Linked DNA regions of Xenopus laevis: region 2 is linked to region 1. Evidence: chromatin contacts called from public Hi-C data. All regions are on one chromosome and are shown on one strand. The core of a region is the stretch at or near the end of the contact, and the rest is flanking DNA. Distances in the headings are between cores, read along the strand shown. Region 1 overlaps garem1.L (GRB2-associated and regulator of MAPK protein-like). Region 2 holds the start of garem1.L (GRB2-associated and regulator of MAPK protein-like).

Evidence for each region. Hi-C and Micro-C count contacts between places; a contact is called where the count stands out from the background.
Region 2: a contact with region 1 is called in a Hi-C map of the XTC cell line, with 7 times the contacts expected there. The contact joins the promoter of garem1.L here to the enhancer-like site in region 1. A contact is called at or near these places in 2 of 4 Hi-C or Micro-C datasets (the XL177 cell line and the XTC cell line).

What each region holds. Positions count from the first base shown.
Region 1 is chr6L:119,394,448-119,402,301 of Xenopus_laevis_v10.1, reverse strand. garem1.L (GRB2-associated and regulator of MAPK protein-like) reads left to right here. Exons shown (of 6, transcript XM_018267965.2): 6 at 936-2,782. The coding sequence ends at 1,845. Among protein-coding and RNA genes, the nearest start is that of garem1.L, 70 kb to the left of the region's middle. Within about 2 kb of position 3,676, at least 1 of the 7 cell types and tissues checked has an H3K27ac peak or open chromatin away from gene starts, as enhancers often do.
Region 2 is chr6L:119,463,502-119,471,355 of Xenopus_laevis_v10.1, reverse strand. It overlaps garem1.L (GRB2-associated and regulator of MAPK protein-like), which reads left to right and starts at 3,026. Exons shown (of 6, transcript XM_018267965.2): 1 at 3,026-3,517. The coding sequence starts at 3,406.

The DNA of each region.
Region 1 (7,854 bases), core at 2,427-4,926:
GTTCACATAATACTATAACATGAAATTGTACTTATACAGACAATGAAAGTCTTCGACTTCTCTGTTTAGTGCAAGAAACATCAAACACTATAAATATTTTTTAAAATAGTAGTTCAGTAAAACCCCCATTGATTGAATTCAGTGTTGAATAAGGGGGTCTATTGCCATTAAGTTCTTGGACTTTAAGAGGATATGTTGCTATTCTAATCACTTCAGAAAAATGTAGTTTGTTTAATAAATCTGTTTCACAATTTTTTTTTATTTAACAAGGTTTTATTTAACAAGTCCTTTAACCTAACTTTTTTATGGCTGAAAACAACTAGGGATGCACCAAATCCAGGATTCGGTTCAGGATTCGGCCTTTTTCAGCAGGATTCGGATTCCGCCGAATCCTTCTTCCCGGCCTTACCGAATCCAGATTTGCATATGCAAATTTGGGTTGAGGAGGGAAATTGCATGACTTTTTGACACAAAACAAGGAAGTAAAAAAATTTTCCCCTTCTCACCCCTTATTTGCATATGCAAATTAGGATTCGGTTCGGTATTCTGCCGAATCTTTCACGAAGGATTCAGGGGTTCGGCCGAATCCAAAATAATGGATTCGGTGCATCCCTAAAAACAACACATTTATGCTGAGAGTCGTTGACAGGTTTCACTAGTTTTAACTGGTGGATTCCATTGCTTGGCCCAGCAATGTGCACTTCTATTCCGATAAACATGCTCCTAAACCATTTACGTCTCGTTAAAAATATGTATTCTATTTGTGAAAAAGAATAGTTTAGTTTGGGTGTTTATATCAGGAAATTTTGCAGTTTTATTATCATGCTGAATGAAGTGAAAACCCATAAAAAAAGCTTATTTTTTTTCTCTCTGTGCCTAGATTTATAAGCCTACGTGCTAGTCGTATTCATAAACTTGAATTTGTGTTTTTTCAGAGGCATCACAGAGAGTGAAACGACCAACTCCTCGGATAATTCTCAAGTTTCCTGCTATCCATGTAACTGGATGAAAAATGAAAGCGCTGATCTTGAAAGCAATTTGACTTGTGGGAGCACGTCATCTGAAGCCCTTCCTTCCCGACTGTCCTGGCCAAACCGATATTGTGGCGGGGCGGAAGGCCTTAACGTGAACGATCTGCACATGGATCAGTGCCGCAGTTATTATAGCTATCCTCGGCAAAAGACACCAGGAACACCAAAGAAAAACTCTCCAGCTCCGTTTGACTTTGGCGGCTGTGGTTCTTTTACGGAGTGCAACCAGGTGGCACAGGGCGACTTCTCCGACATTGTACCGGGCTGTCCAAAGTCTGCAAGCTACTCACTAGAAAGTTCCACCGATAGAAAGTTATCTGACAATAGCACCAAGCAAAGTTTATCATGTCCCGCCTTACCACCTCGTGCACCAAAACCCAACGAAGGAAACGCTCTCTTGGAACCCTTGTCCCTGCCTATGAAAATCGATGGAGCCGAAGAAGAAATCCAGACTTGTTCTCCAGACTTCTCAGAAGAACATTATCTCGCTAAAAAGGGGGTTCAGGATATTTTCTCAATTTCCTACCCATTCTCGTCACCGCTTCACATGCAGCTAGCACCAAGGTCTTGCGGGGATGGTTCTCCTTGGCAGCCACCGACTGATCTTTCAGGACTGTCCGTTGAAGAGGTGTCCAAATCCCTTCGATTCATCGGTTTGTCGGAGGACGTGGTGTCCTTCTTTGTTTCCGAAAAAATTGACGGGAATTTACTTGTCCAGCTAACGGAAGAAATACTCTCGGAGGACTTTAAGTTAAGCAAGCTACAGGTTAAAAAATTATTACAGTTTATTAACGGCTGGCGACCGAAGATGTAGTAATTGGGAGTACTGCAAAGGGTACTGATCAAAGCTAAATAGCACTTGTCAAAGTGCCGGTGTTATTTGTACAATCTGCAAATGTTTTGCACTAAGAAATAGTCCGGACTGTGTATTATCCTACAAAAGAAGAAATACTTACTATGCAGTGAATGGTACGAGTGGATGAATCAATTAGTACTGTATCTCAATGCAAACATTTTAAGACAACACTCACAGTGTGCCTTGGGCATCACTGAATACTAAGCAGCTGCTACAATATTTTAAGTTAAAGGGAAAAAGCATTTATAAGCTTCGTATAAACCTGTAATGGACATTAGGAGCCAAAGCTTAAAAGATATAGTCAGGTATAACGACTTGGCCACAATGGTAGTCGGCTTAGTATGTTTTCCTCTAATGGGCCATAATGGAGCACTTGATATTCATTATCCAAAATGGGTGACTTATTTCTAATTATACAGATTTAGAGAATTATAATCCAGATTTTATTATCCGTAGTTCCCGTGGCAGAATTCTGCATATAGATCCTGTTCTTAAACCTTTTACTTAAAAGCTCACAGTCTGTACTTGTCCTGAACCAAAAGTCCCAGCCAAGTCTCCCATTGGCCAGTCCTGAGGGGATAATGAAGGCACAATAGAGAGTGACATTACTTCTAGAAGTAGCATCTGAAGAATGTAAGTGCTGCAGTGACCCATGCAAACGTGGGTTTTTATTTTTTGGCCCCATTAGGTTTCAGGTATATTCGTTACTGATGAAGTGCAGTTTTAACATAGCGTTCCTTATCATTATTTTTATGTTTATAATGTAACGTAAAGACACAGAACAAAACCACTACCTGAGATGTAGTAACTCTTATTGTGGTACAGCAACGTCATTGGGAAACAATGTCTTCTTGTATATATAAATGTGTATAATATATAAACTTATTTTCACTCAGTAAACTTCTGTGTCGTCTTCTTCCCAAAATGTTTGAAAAGTAAAAGAGTGATGGGACTTGCTCCGAAATGTTGATTTTACTTGACATCAGATTTAAAGGACAAGGCAACCCAATAAAGATAGAGCAGCAAAGTAATTGGCAGCGCTGCTGATTCTTCTTAATCCTGCACAATTTCACAGTAGCCCAGTCATCCATGGTAAAATATCTACTACAGGTATGGGACCTGTTATCCGGAATGCTCAGGACTTAGTGTTTTCCAGATAATGGATCTTTCTGTAATTTGGCTCTCCATACCTTGTCTACTAACAATGAAACAAAGATTTAAACATTAAGTAAACCCAACGAGATTGTTTTACCTCCAGTAAGGATTAATTATATCTTAATTAGGAATAAGTCTTATTATTACAGAGGAAAAAGGAAATCATTAAAATGTGATTATTATTATTTTGATAAAATCGAGTGTTGGAGACAGCCTTTCCATAAATAGGAGATTTCTGGATAACTGATCCCATACCTGTACTTGGGTGCATCATAATGCAGCATAATGCTGCACTCTAAAGACAAAGGGGCAGATTTATTAAAGGTCGAGTTGTATTTAACCTGAGTTTTCGAGGGGATTTTTCAGTCGAACCTCGAATTTTCAGGTTAAAAAAAAAACTTCAATTTTTCAAGAGTTCTTTACCCCGACGCTGGAAATAGCTAGATATGTATTTGGGGATGGGGGGGATGGGACAAAATGCTGCTGAACATTTGCTTTCAGCCACAGTGATGTGGGGACCATACTAATGTAAACGTGGAGGGAAGTTCCATTCAAACTATAGAGCAGGGCCTGTTGATATTCTTGTTAGATGATCCCTGAAGTAAAATAGTAAATAGCTTTGCCCGGAACAATATGCGACAAACCGGCTTGTACAGTCTGAGACTCTTTCAAACACAATCACGCCCAGCGCAGGCAGCTTCTTACTGACATTCTCTTTGCTTTTTTAGATCACTGGTTTCGGCACATTCAGAAAATGGCTTTATGGCTTCCCCTGTAGCGCCTCTGTATCCTTATATCTGTGTAATGGAAATAATATTAAGAGATGCATTGAATGTTATTTCCCGCTTGCTGTGCGACTTATTCTAGTGGTTACCCCCTCCCAGGTCCGGACTGAGAATGAAAATAGGCCCTGGCATTTCAGGCACACAGAGGCCCATTCAGCCCTCATCAGCCCACTAAATAGTGACTTTCTATGGCACCTTATACCAGCCCCTCTGGCATTTGCCAGAACCTACAGATTGCCAGTCCGGGCCTGCCCCCTCCTGCTTTTTGTTGTTCCCTCCCCTTAAAGGCACAGTTCACCTTAAAATGAATGTTTAGCACAATGTAGTACTTTCCAGCCTTATGCTATAAAGGAATTTATATTTTACTTCCACTACCACTCCCTTGGTGCCTCACAATCCGGTTCAGGTGCTGGGCATCAGGTACAAGCTAAATGTACGGTATTTTGTCCCATTTAACATATAGGGCTGCTGTATGATTTCCTTGTATGTCAGCCCTATGTCCCAGAACGCTACTGCAGCACAGTATAACAAGGGAGATGTCATTTTAGTAAAATTCACAATTTCTTTCGGGTGTGAAGTCTCCCTCCACAGGGTGCCATGTTTCTGATGTTCTGTGGTTAGTTTGGGAAGGATATGGCAGTAACCCAATCCCAGTAAAGTGCTGTCAGAACCTCAGCAGATCCCTGCAATTGTTGTGGTCCCAAGAGCTACAAGTCCCAGTGAGGCACTGACTGATACGTTTCTGCGTATATTCAAGAAAAACACTTTTATACAATGTTTAAGGGGCCCAGTAGATTCTAATTCTTCCACTGCTAACCCACCATGGTCCTGTCCTCTCAGTGTTGAGTCTGACTTGGCAGCAGCGCTTTTTTCATTGTATCTTAGCGTCTGTATCGAGAAGCAAGAAGTGCAAGAACAGTGCTGGGCTCAGGGTCCTCTGCTCCAGCACAGTGTAGTTCCTTTCAAAAAGCACTTTCTCCCTAATTTAAATACATGCTGAAATCATCTCCCTTAAATAGAAATGCATATGTGAATACTGGCGCCAAACTGCATAAACAGAAGCGCCACCTGCTGGCAAGCCAAAGAAAGTGCTTTGTGTGCAGCCTTCAATCTAGAGATCAGGCTACAGGGAGTACAGAATTGCCATCTTGTGGCAAAAATGTAAACTGTACGTGAAGATCAAATAAGGGATAAGATAAGGGATCTGACTGACGTTGGCATACTTTGTAAAGTGAAGCCTTAGATGTATACACAAATACCATACTTTGTGATAGTCAGGGAGACAGGTTAACACCTGCGGGTTCTTTCTCCTTGACGTCTCCTGTGTTGATTGGCCGATTCAAACTACTACCATTGGTCCTGCAGCTACTAATACAGGTGTGCTACCAGCTCAACGCATGCCTTTGATAAAGCCCTCAAGTGGCTGGTGAAACACGTCAGGCGCACTTTAGGGAGGACATCAGATAGGGACTTAGCATAAGGGCAAACAACTCACATGCGGATTGGAAGCAAACTCACTGTGGGTGAAGGGGTTGGTGGTTCTATTGGATCCGAGGGTCAGCACTATCGGTACATACATCGGCTTAGGTGTGCCTGAGGCACAGTATACTTCACACGATAGGCAGTTCCAACAACGGCCTTGTGTCACCGGTATAACTCACATAAGTGCCTCTACCTAACCACTGTACAGGAGGGATCTCTAAGTGGGTGAAGGGGTTGGCATTTGAAGTGGAATTGTTTGGGTGACTTTTGTCAATCAGCGTTCCCGCTACTAACCTATATTTTAGTCTTTGCACACTGGACATTTGTTTTAATGTATTATTAGAAGTTATTTTTATTTAATGATTACGCATGAGCTTTCAGGTGTAAGGGTGCAGCTATATGGGTCAGTTCTTTTTCTTTTCTGATACACAAATGTAAATTGCAGTCTGACATTAAAGTCCTTGGTATTGGCTGGATTTTTACTTATTCAATGTATTGGGGCCAGAGGCAAAACTTCACTTTTGTATAAAAGATAGTGGAAAGAAAAAAAGAAGTGAGGTGCACACTAGAAAAAGCAATAGATACAATCAGACATTCTGTACATATAGAGAGGAGCCCTGAATGGCATTGAATTTCTCTAGACAGCCTCTCACCAAATAAGTCCATTCTGACTAGGGAGTGGCCATTTACCACTTTTCCTCCAGAATTATAGTGGGAAGGGGAGGCAAGTGATTTCCAATGCATTAATGACTTTTTTGTGGTAATACAGTAACTGTAAGTAGCACATCCTAGAGTGTGGCTTAAGTTGCAGGGCACCTGTTATTTTATTCCTAGCTGGCAGTTAGGGGAGTGAATACTTGGGAAAGCCAGATTCTCCTCTAAGAATTGCAAACCTAGAACCTCTGAATTACTGGACCGGACTAGAAGACATGGAGCAGAGAGCCCATCTCATCCCTACATTCAAGACATTGGTGATATGGTGTTAAATACATTCTATTCAAAAACTTCATATATACTGTATATATCTCATGTATGTACAGTTTAAAGGGGAAGGAAACCTAGTCGGCGCAAACCCCCAACCCCCCTCCCGTTTGTTGCCCCCCCTCCCTCCTCCCCCCTGGCCTACCCGTCCCGCTAGGCAAATGCCCCTAACTTGTTACTTACCCTTCTGCGCAGGTCCAGTCCAGGGAGTTCACCGACGACATCTTCTTCCACGCGATCTTCTTCCTGCTGTGAATGGCGTTTTGGCGCATGCGCAGTAGGAGCATTTCGCCGGTACGGATCTACTGCGCATGCGCCAAAAGTCACACGCATGCGCATTAGATCGTACCGGCGAAATGATCCTACTGCACATGCGCCGTTCACAGCAGGAAGAAGATCGCGTGGAAGAAGATGTCGTCGGTGAACTCCCTGGACTGGACCTGCGCAGAAGGGTAAGTAACAAGTTAGGGGCATTTGCCCAGCGGGACGGGTAGGCCAGGGGGGAGGAGGGAGGGGGGGCAACAAACGGGAGGGGGGTGGGGGGTTTGCGCCGACTAGGTTTCCTTCCCCTTTAAGAGCATCCTTCCATTCTCCCCACACCTGGGATGTCTCTCTGCCACTTAATCCTGATTCTCTAGTAGTGGACAGGACCAGGAGCGTGCCCATAAAACTGGCAAAAGATGCAACTAGGTCGGCCTGCACATCACTATTCTCTAGGGGTCAGGGCCCAGTTGTAGATATTATTGTGTACAAACAAGACAGGGGTTTCACCAAGTCCAGTCTATTCAGGTAGAGTCCAAGGTTGTTTCAACCTGATTGGTGTGCCCTCCATTTAACTATACTTTTATAAACAACGTGAGACAGTTGATGCCAGAATAAAGATAGACAATGGTTTTATGGTTAATCTGTAAACAACACACCTTTATTAACAAGATAAATGCAGTTTTTTCATCCCAAGGAAGGTGAAAAACCTCATAGAAGCTTAGACCAATCTGCTTCATTACAGTGAAATATTTCTTCCAGATTCCTTAATGGCAATCGGATTGCTCCCAGGATCAATTTGCCCCCTGGCAGACTACAGACCCCTGCAGCTGAACAGATGCAATGAAAAGGAATGCAGCGTCCGCTAAAAAAACAGTTAAAAGATGTTTCTGTATATTAAAACATATTATTAACTAGTGACAGATGGACAGTAAAGATATTTAGATCAACACAAATGTAACAAAAGATAAAAATATGAAACAGTATGAGAACAAGTCACTTCTGGGGAAGTTGTACAAAACTCCAGCTATTTTTAAATGTGTTTGAAACCACCACCAGGGGGAAGTCTGTGCCAAGTCTCCTGCTGGGATAGTCACTGGCATACTTGGCAACTCAATTGTCATCTGTAGCTTTAAGATAACACTGAGCAAAAAGCAGCCCATGGCCATAGGGATGAAACTCATACTTTGTCATGGTCACTGCTGTGATGCTTCTATCCACTGTAACTGCATGGGCTGGGTGGTGGTGTAGTTATAGGAACACCCCCCCCCCCGGCACTAATATGGGACCAGTGTTCAAGGAA
Region 2 (7,854 bases), core at 1,777-4,276, 70 kb before region 1:
TGCTGAGGTTGGTATACTAACACCATGTGCATGCACACTGGTGCAATGCAGTGCCTCCTCAGAACCAATCAGAGTGGCTTATTTTACTATATCCAAGTATACGTGGACTGGTAGGGGTCTCCCACACCCATGGATGGAGAGATCTGCTTGTATTAAAATCAGTCAACTTTATTGAAATTCTTAAACGCAATACAGTGGCTGATTTCCACACTGTACAAACAGCTCCATACCCCACTACATAGGGACCCCGAGCTCCTGGCTAGGGCGAGATGGGAGGAGGATGTAGGAGCTATCTCAGATGAGAAATGGGATTTGATCCTGAAAACCCCACTGCTGGTCTCTCTGTCGCAGAGACATAGATTAGTACAACTGTACTTCATCCACATGGCATATTTTACTAAACACAGGCTGTTTGTTATGAAAGCGGTGCCATCACCAATATGTGTTAGATGTGAGAAGGAGGTGGCCACCCTGGTACACACGATCTGGGCATGTACGGCTCTTCAACAGTACTGGCAGGAGGTGATAGCTTGGCTGAATGGTGCCATACCGGGGTGGAGTGCAGCCGGTGTAAGATCTTGTCTGTTATATCTGGACTTGGACGCTTGCTTGGACAAATACACCAGGATTTTTGTGCTAAAGGCTTTATTTCAAGCACGGAAAGTGATAACCTTGCATTGGAAGGACCCCAAACCACCATCCATTCAGGAATGGCATGTGGCTATGAACTATGTGGCCGCAATTGAAAGAGCTGCCCTGGATAAGAAAGGTCAACTGCTTAAATACATACAGATTTGGCGGCTGTGGACTGGTAGCTTGGACTGCACTGCACCCCTACAACCTGCACAAGTTTAGTAATCCTAATGTGGCACAACTACCTGGGGGTCTTCATGTTTCTTGTCCTGAGCGGGATGGGAGGCGGAGGTAACTACTGCCTATGTGATAAATGTTTTGATTGTGCCTTTTTTTCTGTTCCGTGACATGATGTTTCTAACCTTTGTCTGACACACTGTTACCATTTGATTTGCTTTCCAATAAAAACCTTTTCAAAGCAAAAAAAAAAGCAATACAGTGGGACAGGAATTTGGCTGGCTTAAAGTGTTTCATTGCAGACCTCGCCACTTCCTCAAGCTTCTAAGACCCGGGGTGCATGAGACCCCTACCAGTCAGCATATGCTTGGATGTAGTCAGGGGCGTAACTACAGAGGAAGCAGACACTGCCCAGGACTGTAGGGGACCCAGCAAGGCCTTACTTAAAGGGCATGTAAAGTCTTAAATAGAATAAGGCTAGAAATTATGTATTTTGTATACTAAATATAAACATGAACCTACTGTACCACAAGCCTAATCAAACAAATAATTTATGCTTTCAACTTTGGCCAGAGGGAGCTGTCATCTTGTAACTTTGTTAAACATCTTTGCAAGACTAAGACTGTGCACATGCTCAGTGTGGTCTGGGCTGCTTAGGGATCGTCATAAACAAAGCTGCTTGAGTTCTGCATGGCTGGGAAGTAAGGCGGGGGCTCCCCCTACTGTTCATAAGTATGATTGTTTCCCTGCTCAGCAGTTAGGGACCATCTGACAATTCCTATCCACAGCAGTAAATGAAGTGAGAATTTCACTGCCTACAGTCAGGTTTCTTATAAAAACGTAAGTAAGCCTGAATAAGGGAGCACCACCCCTAAATCAAAGAGAAACAGACAAATGGTGTGCAGGGTTATATGGATAAATAGTAGCACAAAAGAGAAAAAGATTAACCCTTAAAGTTGCACCACCCCATCTTTAAATCCGAGGACTCAAGGAACAATAAAACTTAACTTTTAATAAATAAATTAAAACCGTAAGTCCAGAGGAGCGTTTAAAATAAGGTTAGGGACAGGGAGGCAAAGAACCCGAATTCAAATGGGCAAAAAAGTACACAGCATACAGTGGGTGTTTGGGATGTCAAAGAGTAACCCACGAGCCTACAAATGTAAATACTGGTAAGTCACATACAATCATTTAACAGCCATAAGTCGGGGTAAACCTTGTATGATGGCTTTTAGGCCTTAAAATATACACATTTTTTTAATTAAAGTATATTGGAGATCGGTTTCTTTTTCATTTAAGAAAGTAAAAATGGGATTTAATTTTTTCGCCTTTACATGCCCTTTAATGAATAATTCCACTATTAGCTATTTCAGTCTTGGCATTTGACATTTACCAATATTTTGGGGCCCTAAATGAATGTTTCTGTGGGGCCCATTAACATGTAGTTATGTGAGTGGATGCAGTTATTATTATCTCCTGAGCAGGAAGGGATTGGGGTTCAATGAAGAGGTCCCAGTAGACACAAGGGTAATCTTGCAATTTGCCGTATTCATTTCTTATGACTTGACGTGTTTATTTTACTATATTAGCCACAGTAAACGAAACAAAGCTAAATTCCAGATTGGTTCCTGCGGTTTACTGCACCTCTTGTCTGTTGCTACCTATCGGGATAAATAAATGTATTTTTCCATAAGTGACACCTGTATTATAAGTAAATATGTCTGGGACTGTAGAAACCAGCTCCAATAAACAGCTCGACTTCATTAAATGTCGGGTAACAGAAGAAGTCGTGTAGCTTGTGAGCTGAGGCAATGGCAGCAGGCTGAATCATGGGGCAGATTTATTATGTGGTGTAAAAACTGGTGAATAATTTGTCACATTGCCAGGCATCGCTGTGTAAAAATTGAATAGTTTTTTATGCGCTTTTCCTTTGAGCAACTTCAGCCAGAACTTACAAAGGTCTGAGACAGTGTAAAATAAAGGCAGCAAATCTGACATTCACTTGGCATAAAATTAAACACATTTTTATAAATTCACCATTTATTTTCCACAGCTTTTTACACCGTTTTTTCTGGCGAAATTTCGTTTTATACAGCATAATAAATAGGCCCATAGAGTGTGTGTCTCGAGCTTTGCTGTCTGGCATGATACCGGCATGCGATAACTCTGTTCAGCCACACGGGGTCGCTGCAGCGCTAGACGAGCCTGTGTAACTTCTCATTCCCATGCTGGATAGCAGGAAGGCTTTTGCCCTTCCAGGCCGGTTTAGTCCGAGGAGGCGGGGTTTCCCGGGGCTGCGCAGGCGTCTCGTACACCCTGTTGATTAGTCAGAGGAGTAAGTGCTGCTATGGCGTTTTATAGTGTCGGCAGCAAGGCAGTAAGAGCGGCGAGAGAAACCCGAGCAGAAGGGAGAGAGACAAGGACCAGCGTTCCTCTGCTTCTAGCTGAGCCTTTCCCTGCGGCCGCCCTGGCTTAGGCACATGTGACCATGAGTGGCGGGGAGCGCGGGCTGCAGCAGGGAACGAGCCACACACTGGGCTGAACTCCTTCCCGGCGTTACCCGAACTGTGCAACAGCCCCCCCCGTGTGTAAAGGATGGAGCTTCCCGTCCCCTCTCTGAAGGATGTCAAGTGGAGCTCGGCCTCATTCCCATTGGACCTGCTGGTCAGCTCCTATCGGCTGCCACAGATTGCCAGGGTGGACTGCGGTAAGTTACTGGTTAGCGGCACAGCGTAGTGTTATGTCACACGACATGCCTATTGGCACAATCAATGTCAGCTGGGACACTGGCACCAAGAAGAGGCAGACTGGCAGTGAGTGAGGGTGAGTAGAGGCAGACTGGCAGTGAGTGAGGGTAGAGGCAGACTGGCAGTGAGTGAGGGTGAGTAGAGGCAGACTGGCAGTGAGTATAGAGGCAGACTGGCAGTGAGTGAGGGTGAGTAGAGGCAGACTGGCAGTGAGTGAGGGTAGAGGCAGACTGGCAGTGAGTGAGGGTGAGTAGAGGCAGACTGGCAGTGAGTGAGGGTAGAGGCAGACTGGCAGTGAGTGTAGAGGCAGACAGGCATTGAGTGAGTGTAGAGGCAGACTTGCAGTGAGTGAGGGTTGAAGCAGACTGGCAGTTAGTGAGGGTGAGTAGAGGCAGACTGGCAGTGAGTATAGAGGCAGACTGCAAGTGAGCGAGGGTAGAAGCAGACTGGCAGTGAGTGAGGGTAGAGGCAGACTGGCAGTGAGTGAGGGTAGAGGCAGACTGGCAGTGAGTGTAGAGGCAGACAGGCATTGAGTGAGTGTAGAGGCAGACAGGCATTGAGTGAGTGTAGAGGCAGACTTGCAGTGAGTGAGGGTTGAAGCAGACTGGCAGTTAGTGAGGGTGAGTAGAGGCAGATTGGCAGTGAGCGAGGGTAGAGGCAGACTGGCAGTGAGTGAGGGTAGAGGCAGACTGGCAGTGAGTGAGGTTGAGTAGAGGCAGATTGGCACACATTATGGGCAGAGGGCTGTAGCATATTTGGAATAAGGCGAGATTGAGTAGGTAGAGTGAGGGGCATTGTGACAGCAAGGGGGCATAACCAGGCAGCATTGGTCATATACTGGTTCTAGCTACTCTGCTACTGGGTATCACGAAACATGACACATAATTCATGGTGTTGGCACCAAGTGTAGAACTGGTACTCTCTCACTGACTCTGCCCTGGCAGACTGGCTGTGCAAAGCAACAGATGAAGGTGCCCTGACATAAGCCACTGATATGCACACAGACGATGCCTGTGAATTCCATCTAGGTAGCTGCCTTTTCTATTGGTCTGCCCATTGCCCTCTCCTGATCTTTGTGCCAGCTCTTAAGGTGTTTCTTTTAAGCGAGCAACCCTGTGTGAATTTGTCCAGCTTGGACTTTCCATGCTAGTATTCATGCTGATTTACTGCCTACTCCTCTTTAGCCATCAGATGAGCCAAGCCAATGTGAATGATGCTAAACAGAGCACGATTTGCCTTTGCAGTTGCCAGGGGTGCCCAACCAGCTAGCAACCAGCTGTCAAACAACAACTGCCAGCTCCTAGTGCCAGCTAGGTCTATGAGTTTTATTTCAACCACAGTTTGAGAGTTGCATATTGCTCTTCCCTGATGTTATAGCATTTTTGGAACAAAGGTGGATGCTGGGGGATGTGAGCAATCCTTTGCTTCTGGGTATCATATAACTAGTCCCATAAGGGTTTTTGTGAAGGTGACTCATGTGAGCTCAGTATGCAGATCTTTCCTACACTGCTGTGTGTATTGGCAGCACAGACCTCCTAGCTGCCATGTCTTCTCTATTAAAGGATATAGGAATACTTTTCATTTATCTGTTTTATTATATTTAAACCAGTGTTGGCCCTTGTTCTGTTGCCAAATATATCCACTTTTCATATTTTTTTTAAACTGCCATGAGTGTGTTTCCTTTAACTTGCTAAGCTTTCTTATCTCAATATCTTTACTATTTACTCCTGTCTGATCTAATTCACATGTTGGCGGAGAAAACTCATCCTTTAACATTAGCCTTAAAGGGGTTGTTGACCGTTAAATTTAATTTTTTGCATGATGTAGAAAGTCATATTTGAAATTTATTTTCATGGATTATTATTATTATTTGTGGGTTTTGAGTTATTCAGCAGCTCTCCAGTTTGCAGTTTCAGCAATCAGGTTGCTGCGGTCTAAATTATCCTAGCAACCATTTATTTATTTGAATAAGTAACTTGAATATGAATAGCAGAGGGCCTGAGTAGTAGTAAGTAGCAATAACAATAAAATGTGTAGCCTTATAGAGTATTTGTTTTTAAGATGGGGTCAGTCATCCCAATTTGAATGCTGGAAAAAGTTAGAAGAAAAAGGCAAATAATTCAGAAACTTTAAAAAAACAAATACTAATTAAAAGTTGCTTAGAAATGACTGTTCTATAACATACTAAAAGTTAACCTAAAGCTGAACCACTCTTTAAGATATCTGCAGTGACCAGAAGAATAGGTTTCATAAAGGATCTGATCACTGAAGAATGATGCTCTAGTATTTCAACTATAAAGCATAGCAGGACTGCTGCTATATAGGAAGGAAACCTAGCCATCTGAAATTCAATTAAGTATCAGTTACTGAAACTTCGTGTCCTCACAGAGCACATTTTTTGGCTGTCGGGATCAGTGACCCCCATTTGTAATCTGGAAAGAGGCAGAAGAACAGGAAAATAATTCAAAAATTATTTTTTTTTTAAAAATTTAAAACTAGTTGTAAAGTTGCAAATTAAATGTAAACTACCCCTTTATAGTGATACTGACACTAGAAGTTTTCTTTTCAAAATATTAACCTACATTAAAAGTTGCCTATAGGTCATGTTGATCATTTTTGCTGATTGTTCTGATTTTGTAAGTACTTGTTACTTGAAGTTCCTAAATCTGACAGTTTTGCCAACCTGACTGTCCCTTCTCAGCCTGTCAGTTATAGTTTCTAATACTAACGGACTCCTGCTGCACAAATGTCAGCCCCCTCATACAGGAACATAGGGGTAAGAAAGGTAAAAAGCTCCACACGTCACTGAAAGCAACCATACCTATAAATTAGGTCTAATCTCTCACTTTGTTTCTCTGAATGTAGTTATGCTTGATTCCCTCAGTATGACCTTGAGTATCTCACTTACGGCATTAGACAAGCTTTCATTATGGTATATTTCAGGGCGTTGCTAGTCATTTTTCTACAGCTAACTGAATCAGGGTTAAGTACATGTTGGGAATGGATGTATCGATTGGGTAGATAGATATTACTAGTGACTACTGAGTTGGCCTAAATTGATTTTTTCCTTTTCAGGCATTGTAGGTTGGATTGTGGAAAAAAATATAATGCCAGGAAATATAGCATTGATTAGTGGTTTCCTGTTCTTTGTATGTGCTGCAACAATTTATGGGATCAGTTTAAGCCCTTAAACTATGAAGAGGATCCTTATCCTCTGTTGCTTTTCCTACTTTGAAAAATGATATGCCCGTTCCCTGTACAGAACAAGCTGTCTTTTAATTGGGTGTAAGTAAAAGGCCGGCAACCCATCTTTTTTTTTTTCAGTATATATGCCTATAGTTGTGAAAGTAGGGAAACCATTAGGGACAAATGTAACATATGGGTCCCCTTCTAATTGCTGAACAGTGTTAATATTGTATTTCAGCTCCTCAGCAGAGAGAGGATTCCTGTTCCATCTGATGGCTGACCCATTTCTTGTTATTTTCCACTTGCACTGTTTTCCAGTCTTCACCAAAGGTGTGCTAGGCTCTGGTTATTGATTTAGTCTTGCATATGGCCATCCTCACATAAAGTTATTAGCACCATGATATGAAGTTGGAGTAGCCTAGCAAAAGACTATACGGAACGCATTTTAGGACATCCTGCGGCGAAATACCATTCCTTCCTGCGATGTCCTATGCCTTCTGAATGGCGCATTGGGTCCTTTTACCGTCACTCATCGTCCAAACCTGCAGTCACACCTCTGTCCTCTACCCTCCCTTCTCAGCCGTCAGTCATGCCAACTAGCCCTCAGCCTTCGGCCCTCAGCCCTCAGAGGGCAGCTGAAGGCCAAGGGCATAAGGCCGAGTGCATAAGGCCGAGTGCATAAGGCCGAGGGCTGAAGGCCGAGGGCTGAAGGCCGAGGGCTGAAGGCCGAGGGCTGAAGGCCGAGGGCTGAAGGCCGAGGGCGGAGTTAGCATGACTGACGGCTGAGAAGGGAGGGTAGAGGACAGAGGTATGACTGCAGGTTTGGACCATGAGTGACGGTTTTTTTATTTTTTTTAAAAAATAGGCTGATTATCCTCTAATGCTATCATCTGTAATAAGCACAATTCCGCACAAATATTTTCAAGTTTTGTGTCTGTTTAAAGTATGTTTAAAATATGTAATCTACAAAACAATTGCTACTGTGTTAAAGTGGTGCCTTGTTAACTGTAATAACACAATTACTGCTGTCAGACAGTTTGTGCATCAGTTTTATAGGTTAGTATTACTGTATTCCTAATGATATCTTTTCAGATAGATTTCTAGGAATTAT